Linked DNA regions of Mus musculus: all the other regions are linked to region 2. A link is a contact called in public HiChIP or PLAC-seq and promoter capture Hi-C data. All regions are on one chromosome and are shown on one strand. Each heading gives the region's core, a stretch centred on a gene start, on an enhancer-like site or on the middle of the called end of the contact. The rest is flanking DNA. Distances are from core to core; before and after follow the strand shown.

Evidence for each region. Promoter capture Hi-C pulls out the DNA fragments that hold promoters and counts their contacts. HiChIP or PLAC-seq counts read pairs in DNA pulled down with a chosen protein or histone mark.
Region 1: a contact with region 2 is called in a promoter capture Hi-C map of pre-B cells, with 6 times the contacts expected there. The contact joins the promoter of Sclt1 here to the promoter of Intu in region 2. A contact is called at or near these places in 6 of 39 promoter capture datasets (the 3T3-L1 cell line, 3T3-L1-derived adipocytes, liver and 1 more), 1 of 484 Hi-C or Micro-C datasets (LSK cells) and 2 of 9 other capture datasets (liver and macrophages).
Region 3: an H3K4me3 HiChIP or PLAC-seq map of stem cell-derived neural progenitor cells shows a contact between it and region 2, with 4 times the contacts expected there. The contact joins the promoter of Jade1 here to the promoter of Intu in region 2. A contact is called at or near these places in 1 of 39 promoter capture datasets (pre-B cells), 4 of 115 datasets of contacts at active chromatin or transcription factors (astrocytes, large pre-B cells, pro-B cells and 1 more) and 1 of 9 other capture datasets (liver).

What each region holds. Positions count from the first base shown.
Region 1 is chr3:41,741,061-41,745,879 of GRCm38.p6, reverse strand. Sclt1 (sodium channel and clathrin linker 1) reads left to right here and starts at 3,366. Exons shown (of 21, transcript NM_001081411.1): 1 at 3,366-3,885. The coding sequence starts at 3,852. D3Ertd751e (DNA segment, Chr 3, ERATO Doi 751, expressed) reads right to left here and starts at 3,262. Exons shown (of 6, transcript NM_001099785.1): 1 at 3,191-3,262.
Region 2 is chr3:40,537,819-40,542,545 of GRCm38.p6, reverse strand. It overlaps Intu (inturned planar cell polarity protein), which reads right to left and starts at 1,779. Exons shown (of 16, transcript NM_175515.5): 1 at 1,537-1,779. The coding sequence starts at 1,682.
Region 3 is chr3:41,553,566-41,558,320 of GRCm38.p6, reverse strand. Jade1 (jade family PHD finger 1) reads right to left here and starts at 2,587. Exons shown (of 11, transcript NM_001130184.1): 1 at 2,502-2,587.

The DNA.
Region 1 (4,819 bases), core at 2,117-4,616, 1.2 Mb before region 2:
TAAATATAATATGCTGGGTCCATGTAGTGTTGCATTATGTATAATGTATATAGGTAAATACATGAGCAGACTTTAATGTATACATGTTCATATGGAAATAGCTTCAAGTATGGGTATAATATTTAGAAAGGAGTCTAAGGGCAAGTAATACTAAGTGACGAGGAAAGGCAGTGGCAGACAAAAGGACACAAGTCATGAAGAGGATGTAAGCTAATTGCTTTTCTAGCCTCAACTTTGTCACAGCTTTTTTGGGGGAGCGGGGTTGTTTGTTTGTTGATGGTGGAGAAGTACATAAAAACGTAGTTGGTAGTGAGAGGGTAAAGCCCTGAATGAGGCCACCCTGGGTGTTCTGAAGGTACTGCACAGCAATGCAAAGCCTTTGGGAGTGTGGGACTATTTGTTTGACAGGCTGCCTTAACTCGGTTATGTATTTTATTTGTGAGCTCATTACAATAAAAATTACAAATGAATAAGGTGAAAATATTTCAAAGTCCAACCGCTTAATGTTAGACCTCATAAACCTTCATCACTCTGATGAACCATCAGTCAGAATTAATACTTCCAAGTTGATCACTAGCCTACTACAGTTTTACTAGCAGCTTTCTTAAAACAAGGTTGTTAAGCTGTAGTTTTCACTTTTAGCTTATCTTCTTCGACTTATACTTTAAAAAGAGTTAAAACTTCAATTGTTTTAATTTCTACGTAAGGAAATCAAAAGAGAGACACGTTTGCTTGGGAGACAAAAAAAAAAAGTTTAAAAGAAATGTTAAGGAATATTTGTTTCAATAAAATGATTTTTAAGGAAAATTTCCAAGTTCCTTCATTTACAAAAAAAAACAAAAACAAAAAACAAAATCTTTAATTTTTTATTACAGTCCATACTGCTTTTTAGTTCGCATCTGACACTGCAGCACACATTTCTAAAAGAAAAGGAGGGAGAAGAAAGTAAAGTCAGGGAACCTGCCAGCTGGAGGCAATGGGACTATCAAATGGTTTCAGTCCAAGTAAAGACAGACTTTGAAGAGATGCTCAAAGGACATACCAATAGGAACCGATAGGACACAGACCTGGAAGCTCTTCTAAGTTTGGTGCTAGCTGTGGTCTCTGGCCCAGGTCTGAGCAGTGAGCTCCCTCTTAGGCTCTGCCCAGTTGCTCCTGCGTTCTAGAGGGAGGAACTAGGAATTCTGAAACAGACAAACCTGATTTTTCAGTGAAAATGTTGAGAGGACACACAAAGGAACATCTGAAGGTTTTTAATCACACCATTTGAATTCTGGGTGCTTATGTCTTTTTAATTGTTTTAAGGGGGAAGGCTAACTCAGCAACACATTACAACACATTATAAAACCATTTGAAAAATGAACAGTAAATCACTGGAGATTATAATAAAACATGTAAAGTAGCCATTCATTTATTGCAATTAGAAGCTAGCTATAAACATTAAAACATTCAGCATAATTTATATCACATGGTGGTCAACGGTTGTGATACTGAAGCCATATTTTCTGGGCTCAAATTCTTGCTGTGATGAGCTAGCTTTCCAATTCGCTTACTTAGATTCCTATTTCATATGTTCTGAAGGTTTGCTAGACAGAAGCCTAGCATGTTTAATGTCAATACTAGATGTTTAGTGTCAATTTATTAAAATTACCAGTGAAACCTGCCATTAGTTTTCAATGCATGAAACTTCAACTGGCTTGTGCTTATTTTGACCATGATCATATAAAAACAAGCACTTCAAGTGCAAATATCAAAGTTCTATTTCACTACTCAGTTTAGACAAAACCATTGATAATTTTAATACAGAAGTCACACTTGGCTTTCTTCACCCTAATATATTCCTACCAAATGTAGGAAAATCTTTTTGAGTCAATAAAAAATGTTCCTCAGAAAGTACCCTATAGTGAACCTAAAAAAGAAATGGAGCTTGCACAATCAGTGTGTTTTTTTTTTTTTTGTTACGTTTATGGCCACTAAAAACCAGACCGGGTTGAATTTTCACTGATTCAAAGCTAAACTAACCCTTTGCATGGCTAGTGCCAACACATACATATTTAGCAGCGACTCTTTTTAGAGGAATGAGGGTAACACTGTTGATACTGTTTTATGAGTACAAGATTACTAAACGTCTTCAACGGTTAAACAAAAAGCCAAACTTCATCCAGGGCATACATGCCTTTTGTTTTGTTTTTGTGTGTGTCCACGTGGGGGAGTACGTCTATAGCTGTGTATGGACTGAGCTTGAGGCAGAGTATCAGTGGGATGTCATTCTCAAAGGCTGTTCACCTTTTTTAACCTACCTTTATTTTCACCAGATATTATCAAACAGGAAAAAAAAATCTTATTAACATGCCTGATTTTACTTTTTGCGACAATGACTTACTGACTCTGGAGTCACTTTCAAATTTGTCTAGGCTGCTGGATAGAGAGCACCCTTTTCCCTCATCCTGTCTGCTCCTCTCAAGCACTACTATTAAAGGCCATTTAATCTTTAAATTAAAGGGGATTTGCTTGGCTTTTTATGTGGGTGCTGGGGAATTCCAGGCAAGCACTTCATAACCAAGCTATCTCAGGCCCTGAGCATATTTAAAGAAACTGTATTTCAATGCATAAAAATATAATCAATTAAAAGCCTCAAAAGCCAATGATAAACTTCAAGTGAGCATTTTTTTATCGCTAATGTCTTTTGCCCCCAATATTTTGTGTATGTTTTATGTTTCAAGCTTTACAGCTCAAATACTCATAATATCACTTCGTAAAACTGTGAACGGTAGTTTATGCCCCAGTACAAATTTCATTTTATTTTTGCAGAATTTTATCTTTCCTTAAATCCGAAGAAACATCTCTGAAATACCTGCTAGATTTGCAGGCTATCCTGGATCCTGACCAGGTGCCTTCTTGAAGCCACAGGGTTAAATATTGGACAATAGTTCTCTTTTCTAGGCACAAGAACCAGTTTCAGACCTAGGAGCGACAGCTCTAAACTGGGGGGCGGGGTGAGGGGACCTTGAGTCACCTCAGCCCGAGGACTCACAGACCTCTCTGCACAGACTCCCACAGACGCTTAGTGTCTGCAAAACCAAGACTCGGGGGTGGGCAATGAAAATCCCTACCTAGTTAGTGCCTGCTCCTATCACAGTTTCCATACAAAAAAAAAAAAATTAATTAAATTAAAAATGCGCCACACTACCTCAGACAGACACTCGCTGCGCCACTGCGGAAGGCGCCAAGCAACCCACTCAGCCCCCAACGCGGCCTCAGGGACCCGCCCACCGCCTGACAGATAGCCAATCACCTGCCTGCGCCTGAGACGGCGCAATGACGCCTACCGACGCACGCGTGATGACGGACGCGGCGTCACCGTCTCCAAGGAACGGTCTGGGGCACCGCTTTCAAAGTCGCAGGGCGGGCCGAGTGGACTCCGCGGCCGCTCCTGCTTTCCCGCGGCCCTGGCGTCGCCCCTCAGCCGGCGGGGACGCTGCCGCCCAGCCAGGCGCGTCGCAGGGTCATCCTCCCGCGCGGTCTGACGGGAACTCGGCGCCCTCCGGCCGCGCGCGGCTCCGCGGCCCTTCTCGTCCGGCCGGGTCCGGCCGAGCGCGGAACGGAGTCTGAGGCGCGTCGCCTGGGTTCCGCGGAGCGGCGGGCCGGGCTGCGCCGCCGCGTGAGTGGGATGCTGATGTCTCCGCGCCAGGGCTCGGCTGCCCCTGCGACCCCTTAGCTTTTTGTTTGCCCTCACAGCGGGAGGCTGCTTTTTTGTTGTTGTTCGATTGCTTGCTTGTTTGAGAAATACCTTCTTTCCCCCCTGCGAGGAATCGATAAACGTGATGAAAACTCCAAACTAAAATATCGAAATGGCCACAGAAATCGACTTACTGAGAGACCAAAGTAAGCGCGCTCTGTTCCCTGATGGAAAATTCATCTGTAAGGTGCAGTGTCGCTATCGTTGACCTACTAATGTGTTGTGAATGCTGGTCGGGTCCCAGCGTGAAAAATGTTAAAAACTTAAAAAGAAGTGCTCTGCACAAAATGCTTGGTGATGTACATGAGGCTATGTATGTACTTAACGAAGCTGAGACGCTAGTAAATACTTGTAGAATATTCCTTGAGCGTGCACTGGAGTCGGCCAGGCACGAAATAGATTTGTAATGCAATGCGTCTGTTGTGCTCGAAGAAACTGGAGGGCTGATGGCCAGGAAGAGTTTCCAAGCCTGCAGGTTAGGACCTCCAGGCATTGCTCAGGTCGTTAGTTTAAAAGATGTTGACCTATGTTTCATTACGTGCCAGGTGCTATACATGTAGCTGATGTAAGGAGATTCTTGTTCTCCAAGCATGTAGCTGGCAGAAGGAGATACATAAATACCAAAAATACACTGAAGCAGCAGCAACTGCCGACTCGTTTGCATCAGATTCCAAGTAGTTGATGGAATTATTGAGCAAACATTGAAATAGCATCTACTAACATGGAGCTAAACAAATATTGACTATTATGCGGTTATTAAACTACTTCCAGAGGAGATGCCATTTGGACAGAATCTTGACATACCACTATGTGTTTACTGATAAGAAAGGTTTAGGTGTCCAAATTATTGGCAACATTGAGGAATTGGTAGTAATGCTTTGTTTAAAAACAAGACAGTTGCCTTGAACACTACATAGAGGTTTATAGAGGAGTACAGTTCGTTAGCTGCAGTTGTAATCATAGGTAAGAAGGATACCTATAGGACCTAAGGAAGATGTAGAGATTGAAGGCTGAGAGATTTGAAAGAGAAAGAGAGAAACTCAGGTATTTTCTTGAGCTACAGAGAAGGTTGGGGAAACA
Region 2 (4,727 bases), core at 530-3,029:
AAAAAATCTTAATTTTGGAACAACCAGCCAAACACTTTGCAGTAAGAGTGTATTATCAGGACAAGGACACTGGAATATTTGGAGTGACTGGTAAATGACTGATAAAGACATCGACTTTTCCTACAAGGTTCTCAAGAAAATCCCACTGTATGCTGGATGCCCCTTCAGGAGTTAGGTCAGTGTTTCTGTGTTCATGGTAACAGTGCAAATATTTCTAGGATAAAAGTGTGTGACTAAGATGTGGGGAAATCACGTAAACTAGGTAAGAAAGCATGCAAGGCATAAGCTTGCCCGCCCGCCTGCCAGCCAGCAGTGCCCTCCATGCTTTCTGCCTTGCAGCTTTGGCCGTGAAGGGAGTTCTCAGATTGGAGGTACTGCTATGTAGAATGGCAACCCAGGCCTGCTTCAAGGTCCTGCCTTGAAGCCCTTCACTCATAACGGACCCTGACCTGGGGTCTAAGTTGCCTTTGGTCATAATTTCTTACCACAGCAACCAACCACAAAGTTTTAAATCATTTTTTAAGATGACAACAACAGCTTACAAAGTTGATATTTTTACATCTGTGTGAAGTTTTAAGACTACAATCTCTCTGTAGTAAGCTTCTAGAGTGGATTTGAGCAGGTTTTCCCCTTACTTTTAGTGACAAAAAAGAATGTGTTACATACTGTTGATTGAAGATGATCAGTTATTCATAACTGCTAGTTCCAACTGCACATAGGATGTTCCCCTAAAAGTATGGACAGCCTTTGGGCACACAGTGACCTGAATCCTTTCACTAATAATCATTCTAAGTTATCAGTAGTTATTCCAAGAAGTCCTTAATCCATAGCAACAGGGATAGATTCCTTAAGAATTGAAATACTGTGACTCAAAATAACTTACTTATGATATTACCAAGAATTCTGACTTGAAATAAAAGAAACCCTGGGGTTGAACAGAAAAATACAGCCTGACTATCCTAAAGCCAGAGAGAATGTCTTGATAGTGAGGCTCCTCTTTATGCTATCATTTCCACAAGAGGAAAAAAACACCTCCCTAATATTAAATAGTTGCCTCACAAAGTGTGTGTACGGTGTCTCTCCCCAGCAAATACTCAGGAGTCTGAGGGTGCAGAGGGACTTCATAAGTTAGGTGTGTTTGCTGCTCTTGGAGAAGACTGGAGTTCAGTTCCAAGCACCAACATGCTTGCTCACAACCCGGGAAAACACTAGTTCCAGGGATTCAATGCCCTCTTCTGGCCTCTGTGGGCACCTGCACTTATGTGCAGATACCCACACAAAGACACACAGGTACATGTAATAAAAAAATAATAAAAATAAATGTTAAAGAATGCTCTAAGACACAGTGAGGTAAGAAGGCAGTGCTACAGAGCACAACAATGATCCTTCACAGACACAGAACCCACCAGAGGCAGGGACCCCCACCCCCACCCCCACCCCTTATCCAGAAACCGGAGCAAGCCCGCCAGCGAACTGCTCCCCGCTCCCCGTGCGTGCGAGCAAGGGCAGGGGACCCGCAGTCTCCAGGAGCCTTACGTGTCACTGCTGGCTGAGGAGTAGGAGCCCAAGCTGCTGGCCCCGGCGTCGGAGTCGCCTTCCTCCTCTTCCTCTTCCTGTGAGGACAGGTCTCCAGGGAGCTCGGGCGGGCGCCCACGCGAGTCTCCCCTCGCAAGGCCCGCCATCCTCTGGGTCGCGAGAGCTCCGGGGCAGAAGCTCAGACGCCAGAGCCCGCCAGCCGCGCCTCCAGCAGCGCCGCCATTTTGCCAGGTCGGGCCACGTGACCCCGATACTCAGTTGCGATTGGCTGAGGCGCCGGTTGCCTGGGAGACGGGGAAGCTTCCCGGTACAGACGCTGAGCATTTTTGGGGGGGGGGGGGCTGTGCAAACTTCTTTGCTGTTTGGCATTTCCCCACGCTCTTCCACGCGACGAGCCAGGCTGAGACTCGTTTTTCCCTTTTCCTTTTTTTCTTTTCATATTGACAGTTTGCACACTGTCTTGTTTTCTTTTTTCTATTATGTTTTAAAATTGTGATCCAAAAGATTCCGTTTGGCTAGTTTTGGGGCGGTTTTTGTTTGTCTTATTTTGATAAACAGTACCTTAGAGGTAAAGACCCTCTTCCATGCACCTCTAGGTGCTAATGCAAATCTCTCAATTCTTTTTTTTTTTAATTTATTTGTGATTTGTGAATAGTTACATCAACTATGTTTAGGTACATAATCGCTATCTTTGTGTCATCCATTGCTGACTCAATTACATTCTGTCTCTATTCATAGCCATTCTAAATATTTGCATACAATGAAGTAAATATTTTTCTGTAATTAAATTTAAAAACAGGGCTTAATGAATTAAGAATGAGTATACAGCTAGCAGGCAACAAAGCCAACCAAGAAATGAACTTTAAGCATTAATTACAACACGCTACATTTTCTCCTCAGGAGTCAATTCTCCAGGTCCCCTTTTCTGTGGTTTCATCTTCCAAGATCAGACAAAGTGTGAAAGTATTAGGTGATAAGTTCCAGAATGGAACGAGTTCTAGATTGTGCATCACTCTGGGTTATGTGGGGAAATCTCACAGTCTTGCTCCATCCCACTTGGTAGTAAACTTCCTTTTGTTGGGTGTATGTACATTGTCTATGTAACGCACCTGTTAGTCACTTATAGTCGCTGACTAGTTAGAAGACAAGCCACCAAAGCATCACACCACACTGACTGTATTTAAGTAGGACTATCAACAGTAGGTTACAGTGCCTAAATGATGCACATAATATCACTCTGTGTCTAGGAAAAAAATCACCAAAGAAATGCCTGTGACCTCAAAAGGTATGGAGACTTCTTCCCAGAAGCAAGCAAGCAGTGGACATCAACAGCATCAACCTAATCCAGTGAACATCAGCAGAGTCTATGAAAGCCAGTGAACCCTAATCCAGAAATTTTGAAGCTCAAACCCTACATGTTGAGGATCACTCCCCAAGACTGCTCCTCTTTACTGCCCTGCGCTTTAAGATGGCAGTCAGGAGACCCAGCTTGTTTTTACTTGTCCACTGCCTGCAAAATGAGGTTTCCATAGCTCTCTCCTTGCGCTTGACTAATCTATTTGAGCAGCTTACAGATTCAGGAAAATTCTTATAGTTACCCTTTTACTGTACATCATTACAAAGAATATAGACCAAAAGATTCACAGGGGAGGTATGGGAGAAGGGATGGTGTCTCAGTGGCTTTTGTCAGTGGTCTCTCTCCAAGTCCCTCCATGTACTCATAGATCTGGAGGCTCTCTGAACCTTTTAGAAACGGAGTCACATAGGCCAGACTGCTAACAGGCTGAGTGGGAAGACTCAATAATGCCTGTGTGTATCTATTCTTTTGCATTTCTTTCTCCTGGGGATGAGGCATGACCCCTCTGAGATGACAAGTGCCTTATAGCCTACTGTCAGACGGGGGGGGGGGGGGGGTGTCACTGTAATAAGGGGACTTTCCATAATAGTTACGTTAAATTTTGATAAAATGTGTATACCTTTTACTTCTGTTATCTCAAACAATAACATTTAGCCAAGATTTTATTTCCAAATAAAAGGGCTTTAAGGCACCTTTTTGATAAGTTAGCCATTTGTTTGTTTGCTTGCTTGTTTAATGATTTGCTTGGGACAGGGTTTCATTGTGTAGCCCTGGGTGGCCTGGAACTTTAGACCAGGATAGCTGGGTAGCTCTCTCTCTCTCTCTCTCTCTCTCTCTCTCTCTCTCTCGATTTATTTATTTATTTTATGTTTAGAATTGCTCTGTTTTCATATACACTAGAAGAGGGAATCAGATTCCATTACAGATGGTTGTGAGGCACCATGTGAGTGCTGGGAATTGAACTCAGGATCTTTGGAAGAGTAGCTCGTATCTGCTGAGCCATCTCACCACCACCACCACCACCACCCCGCCCCCAGGCTGGCTTTATATTCACAGAGATTGTCCTGCCTCTGCTTCCCAAGTGCTTGGAAGTAAAGATGTACACTGCTGTGCTTGGTTGCATTTCTTCACTTTTAAAGCAACCTATTAGATATTTAAAAAGTAAAAGATTTTAAAATATTTTATCTTATGTATATAAGTTTTTGCCTGCAGGTATATCTCTGTACTCTGTGCATTCCTGGTGTTCTTAGAGGCCAGAAGAGGGCTGCAGACCCCCTAGAATGTGAGTTCCAGACAGTTGTGAGCTTCCATGTAGGTTCTGGGACTTGATCTAATCCAGGTCCTCTAGAAGGGCAGCAAACACTCTCAACTACCATCTCTCCAGCCCTGTAAAAGACATTTTCAATAGCAAAATGTCCAGTGTTCTTCCCACAAGCAATAGTCTATAACTTATTTCTATGCACATCTATTAACTTTACACTATGCTCATCAACCCCCAATGTGGCTTCACGAGAGCATAGAGCCCATGTTCGGTTTAGCCTTTACAATGTTTGTCGGAGTTCAGCAGGGGGATGCCCTTCAGTTGGTAGAGTTCTTATGTGGCATACTGGCAGCCCTGAGTTCTGCCCTAGCATTACATAAATCAGTTATGGTGGTGCATGTCTGTAACCCCAGCCCCAGGGAGACATGGGTAGGAGGAGCAGGGCCATCCTTGACTATAGAGAGAGGTGGAGGCCAGCCTGGGATTTATGAGATCCAGCCTCATAAAACGGTTTTCCCCAAATCAAAAAGCTGAGGATCAGCTAGGATCCTATTTAATTTAACTCCTATTATA
Region 3 (4,755 bases), core at 1,338-3,837, 1.0 Mb before region 2:
AGACACACCAGAAGAGGGAGTCAGATCTCATTACGGATGGTTGTGAGCCACCATGTGCTTGCTGGGATTTGAACTCTGGACCTTCGGAAGAGCAGTCGGGTGCTCTTACCCACTGAGCCATCTCACCAGCCCGCCACTTTTCTTTTTATCTGAGAACCGACTCTAGCTTTTGATCCAGCTTTATCCAGATACTAGAAAAGATGTAGTTAAAAAGACGATCTCTAACCAACTTCATGGTCAGCAGCACTGAGGACTCGGTAGAAACCCATTCCTGTTGGCCCCATCTCAGACCTGAAGATTTTGAAAGTAAAATCCAACCACCTACATGGTCAAAACCTTTCAGTAATTCTAACCCAGTGGTGGCTCAAAAATCACTTTGTGAAACCCATGTGTGGTAGCATCCACCAATTATTTTTGCCCTTGAGAGGTTGAGGCACAGGGATCTTGAGCTGGGAGGCAGCCCGGCCTACACAGAAAGAAGCGCTTGTGTAATTCCTGTCCCCTCCCCTCACATTCCAAGTGCTTTCTCAACCGGTTGGTCTACTCCCAGAAAATGGCGCGCTCCTCGGCATTCACTAACCCCAACCTTACTCGTGATAGAACCTGGGGCCATGCCTACGTTAAACAAGCAAGCATTCTACCTCTGGACTACATTCACATGTTTTTATATTTGCTTTTGAAACAGGGTCTCATTATGTCCACGTGGGTCTGTAGTTCAGGCCCGGAATTTACAATCCTGCCTCGGCCTCTCCAGAGGCTGAGATTATAGGACTAGGCCATAACAGTCAGACAAACACACTTTCTGAACCCCGGAACTTGAGGGTGAAAAATGAAGGCCTGACCAGGCGGGGATTGGGTCGGAGGCCCCTGCAAGTTACTAGGTCAGAGATGAAGGAGGTCTGGCGTGGAATCGGTCATAGTTGGGAGGCCGCAGGCAAACCAGCCTAGATAAAGGCGTGGCCAGCTGCTCCGACAAGATCAGTTCCTCCCTCCTGGTCCCTGGAAGAGACAGTGGGAGGCCCCACATGCAGAGGGATCCTGGGTCATGGCTAGGGTGCACACAGGGAAAAGCAGAGAAGAGCAGGGCCCAATCAGAGAGACCTCCAGGTAGTGGGCCCCTCCTCCCACAGACCAGGATTCCAAGGGGCCTGCTGGGGTCCATTTTAGTAGTCACCCCTAAGAGCTCTCTTAGGCCGTTACCAGAGAGCTCCACTTTCTCCTTTTCTTCCACATTATACTTCAATGGTATGAGCCTACTTCCTTAGCAAATGAGAAAAACAATACAGATTTTCTTTCTCCTGAAGAAGAACTAACTAGGAGTTAGGAGATAAAAGCTTTGAGGATAGCTAGGTCCACCACTTACTTGAATGTTTGTGAAGCGAAGGATCCCAAGTCTTGGTATGACGGCCACACAATTCACTCACTTTTTTCTGGGGTGGTGTGTGTGTGTGTGTGTGTGTGTGTGTGTGTGTGTGTGTGTGTTTAAGAGAGAGGCGGGAGGTGAAGGGGGAGGGGAAAGTGAGGGAGAGAGAGAGGGAGGAGGAAGAGGGAGGGAGGGGGGAGGGAGGGGGGAGGGGAGGGGGAGCGAGGGAGGGGGGAGGGGAGGGGGAGCGAGGGAGGGGGGAGCGAGGGAGGGGGGCAGGGGAGCTCCATCACGCACGTGCTTGCCTTCCTGAGCCATCTTGAGGGAAGACGCCCAGAACTTCCAGAATTCAAATTCTTTCCCGTGTTTGAAAGATACTGACTTCTAAGCTAAGGACAAGTGAGATGGATAAACCAGGCTCTTTACAGGCCTCCATTCTTCTGCAGAAAGGTCCCCACATGACTCCAACCTAGACCTCTAGACATCCAAGATACACAGAAAATACACAGGACGGGAGAGGAAGGGTATTGGATCAAGAGCTGGGCTTCAGGTCCTAGGTTCGAAGTTACCGCAGAGATTAACAGGTTGTGGGAAGCGGAGGAATGAAATAATTTGAAAGAATTAAGAATCCAGGGCTAGATTCAGCAGAATGAGCCGCTAAGCGTTATGGCTTTCCTGACGGAGTCTTTTGGGGTAGTTCCAAGATGGCTGAATCTGGAGTGGAAGCAGAGCTAGAGAAGCATGGGACAGGGGTGTAGCCCACTTGGTAGGGTGCTTGCCTAACAGGCCCCAAAGCCATCGCATGGCGCAGACCAGTCCCGCAGACCAGTCCCGTAAACTCACGCCTGCAATCCCAGTGCTCAGGGCCACCGAAGCTCCAATCCATCCCAACGTCAATGCTTTTTCCCTCCAGCTTGGACTACCAAAGATCTGGTCTCAAAATGGTGGGCGCCAAGGGAAAGGAAGGCAAAAAAAGGGCGGGAAGGAAAGCCCAGACCAGGGCGGACCGGCTTGAGATTTACGCTCACTGGTTCCAGGATATTATCCCCCCTACCTCAACTAATCCTGGAAGCCTCTGCCCTTCCCTCACCAGTGTCCCCCTTCTCCCCGAGACCTATCTCCAAGGTGGACCACCTACCTCAGCACTTTGAGTAGAGCCCCGAGTTTCCTCAGAGGTAGCAGGCGAGCGGACAAGGATGTCTTCTGCCTTCTAGAACCCAAAGAGCAGGTGATCTTCCGGGCAGGCTCTTTAGTCTGGTCTTGGGCATCACGTCACGGTGGGAGGAGCCGACCTTTCCACACGCCACAGCACCCACCCGCCCACCCCCAGGCTCTGACGCCCCTCCCAGCCTGCCTTTACCCCCGCCCGGCTGGCGCCTGGCCTGGCTGGCTGGCCACCGACTGCTTCCGGATACTTTTGAACACGACGACGTGGAGCAGAACGGCTCCAGAAGTTCTCCTCTCTCCATTTTGCGTACACCCACACTTTTTGAAAGACCAGTGGGTCACCCGCAGACAGATAATAAGACTGAGCTCACTTAGGGTTACTACTGCTGCGACAAAACTCCATGAACCCCCCCCCCTCCGCGCGCGCGCGCGCCCAAAAATAAAAATAAATAAAAAACAAGTTGGTGAGGACAGGATTTATTTGGTTTACAAGACCAAAATACTGTTTGTCCATCAAAGGAAGTCAGGACAAGAACTCAAACAGGGCAGGAGCAGAAGCAGAGGCCATGGAGAGAAGAAGTACTACGTAGTAGCGACTTGCTCGCTCAGCCTTCCACCCGCAAGTAGGCTGGGCCCGCCCCCATGGACCACTAACTGAGAAAATGCCTGTCTTGAAAAACCAAAAAAAAATGAAAAGAAAAGAAGGAGAAAGAGAAAGGAAAACGCCTTATAGCTGGATTTCAGGGCTACATTTCCTCAACGGATGCTCCTTCTTCTGTGATCATTCTAGCATGTGTTAGAAGTTGGCACACATTGTCCCAGCCAATACAACATTCTTCTAGGTAAAGGCTGGGACAGCCTCTTATCCTTAGATTGTTGGATCTCACCAAATTTGATACTGTTGTTCAGTCATACTCGTGCCTATCTTTTTAGATTTAATTTTGCTGTCTATGCTATGTAGTTCTTAAAAAAATAATTTTTATTATTATTTATTCTTTTTCCAGACAGAGTGCGCATGTGCCACAGCAGGCACGTGGCGGTCAGAGGACAATGTGCTGAAGTTGGTTCTTTCCTTTATCACGCGGGGCCTGACTTGGCAGAAAGTGCTTTTATCTGCTGAAGCATCTCCCTGGTTCGTTCCCCCCTTTCTTGAAATGTAGTCACCTGACTTCCACAACACGGACATTCTTCTGTTTCCTTCCCTACCTCTCCCTGCTGATTGTTTGCCCAAGCCTCACACATGACCAGTGTGGCATTTGGGAAAGAATCTAAAGAAGGAGTGAGTAATTTTAGTTGAGAAATTTTATAAGAAAAAAAGAATGTTTGGCTCACATGATTGATAATGGACACAAGAAAGATAAGGAAAGAAAACATCTGGTTGAAGATTATTAAGCTAGTCCGTCAGCCGGGCAGGTAACCCTGGCTTCCCAGAAGGAGCTGTAAATTACATCACACAAAAAAACACTCTGTCCCGGACCGGACCGAGTTTGAGCCCATTTTCTTTCTGATTCGTATAGATGTCAGTTTCCTTTAGGATTCTACCCGAAGTCATTCCCCATTATTAGTGAGATGTCCCAGGATCCTCCAAGCCAGGCGCATATGCACCCTTCAAGTTATACCTTGTTTGTTTAGTTTTCTAATCTTTAAGGTTTTGGGGGATTGTTTATTTGTTTGTTTGTTTGTTTGTTTGTTTTAAGGTTTATTTTGTAGCTCTTGTTGTTCTAGAACTCACTATGTAGACCAAGCTGGCCTTGAACTCACAGACATCGGCCTGCCCTACCTCCTGAGCACCCAGATTAAAGGCTGTGACACTGTATTCACTTTGTATTTTCAGCGGCTTCTTAAACACCACATCCAAGCTCAGCCTCCTCTAAGCAGGATTAATCTCCCTCCCACTTCATGACTCTTCCTGTCTTCTCCCACTCAGTTGGTGATACTACTATCTGAAGATTTGAGGCGGAATGAAAGGACATGGGAACGTGGGGGAGAGAGTAGGAAAAGAACTCTTTCCCTTGGAATTTAGTTGAAGACTCCTGAGAGCAGAGAAACTCCTGGCCAAGGGAACAGAATTGCAGTTGGCCTGGTTTCAGTTCATCCTAGGACCACCCCTACAAGATAGCTCACCCTAAACCATGAAAAGAGGTCAGGGGAGTAATAATAATAATAATAATAATAATAATAATAATAATAATAATAAGTCCTTTAATAAGAAACTTACACTTTCC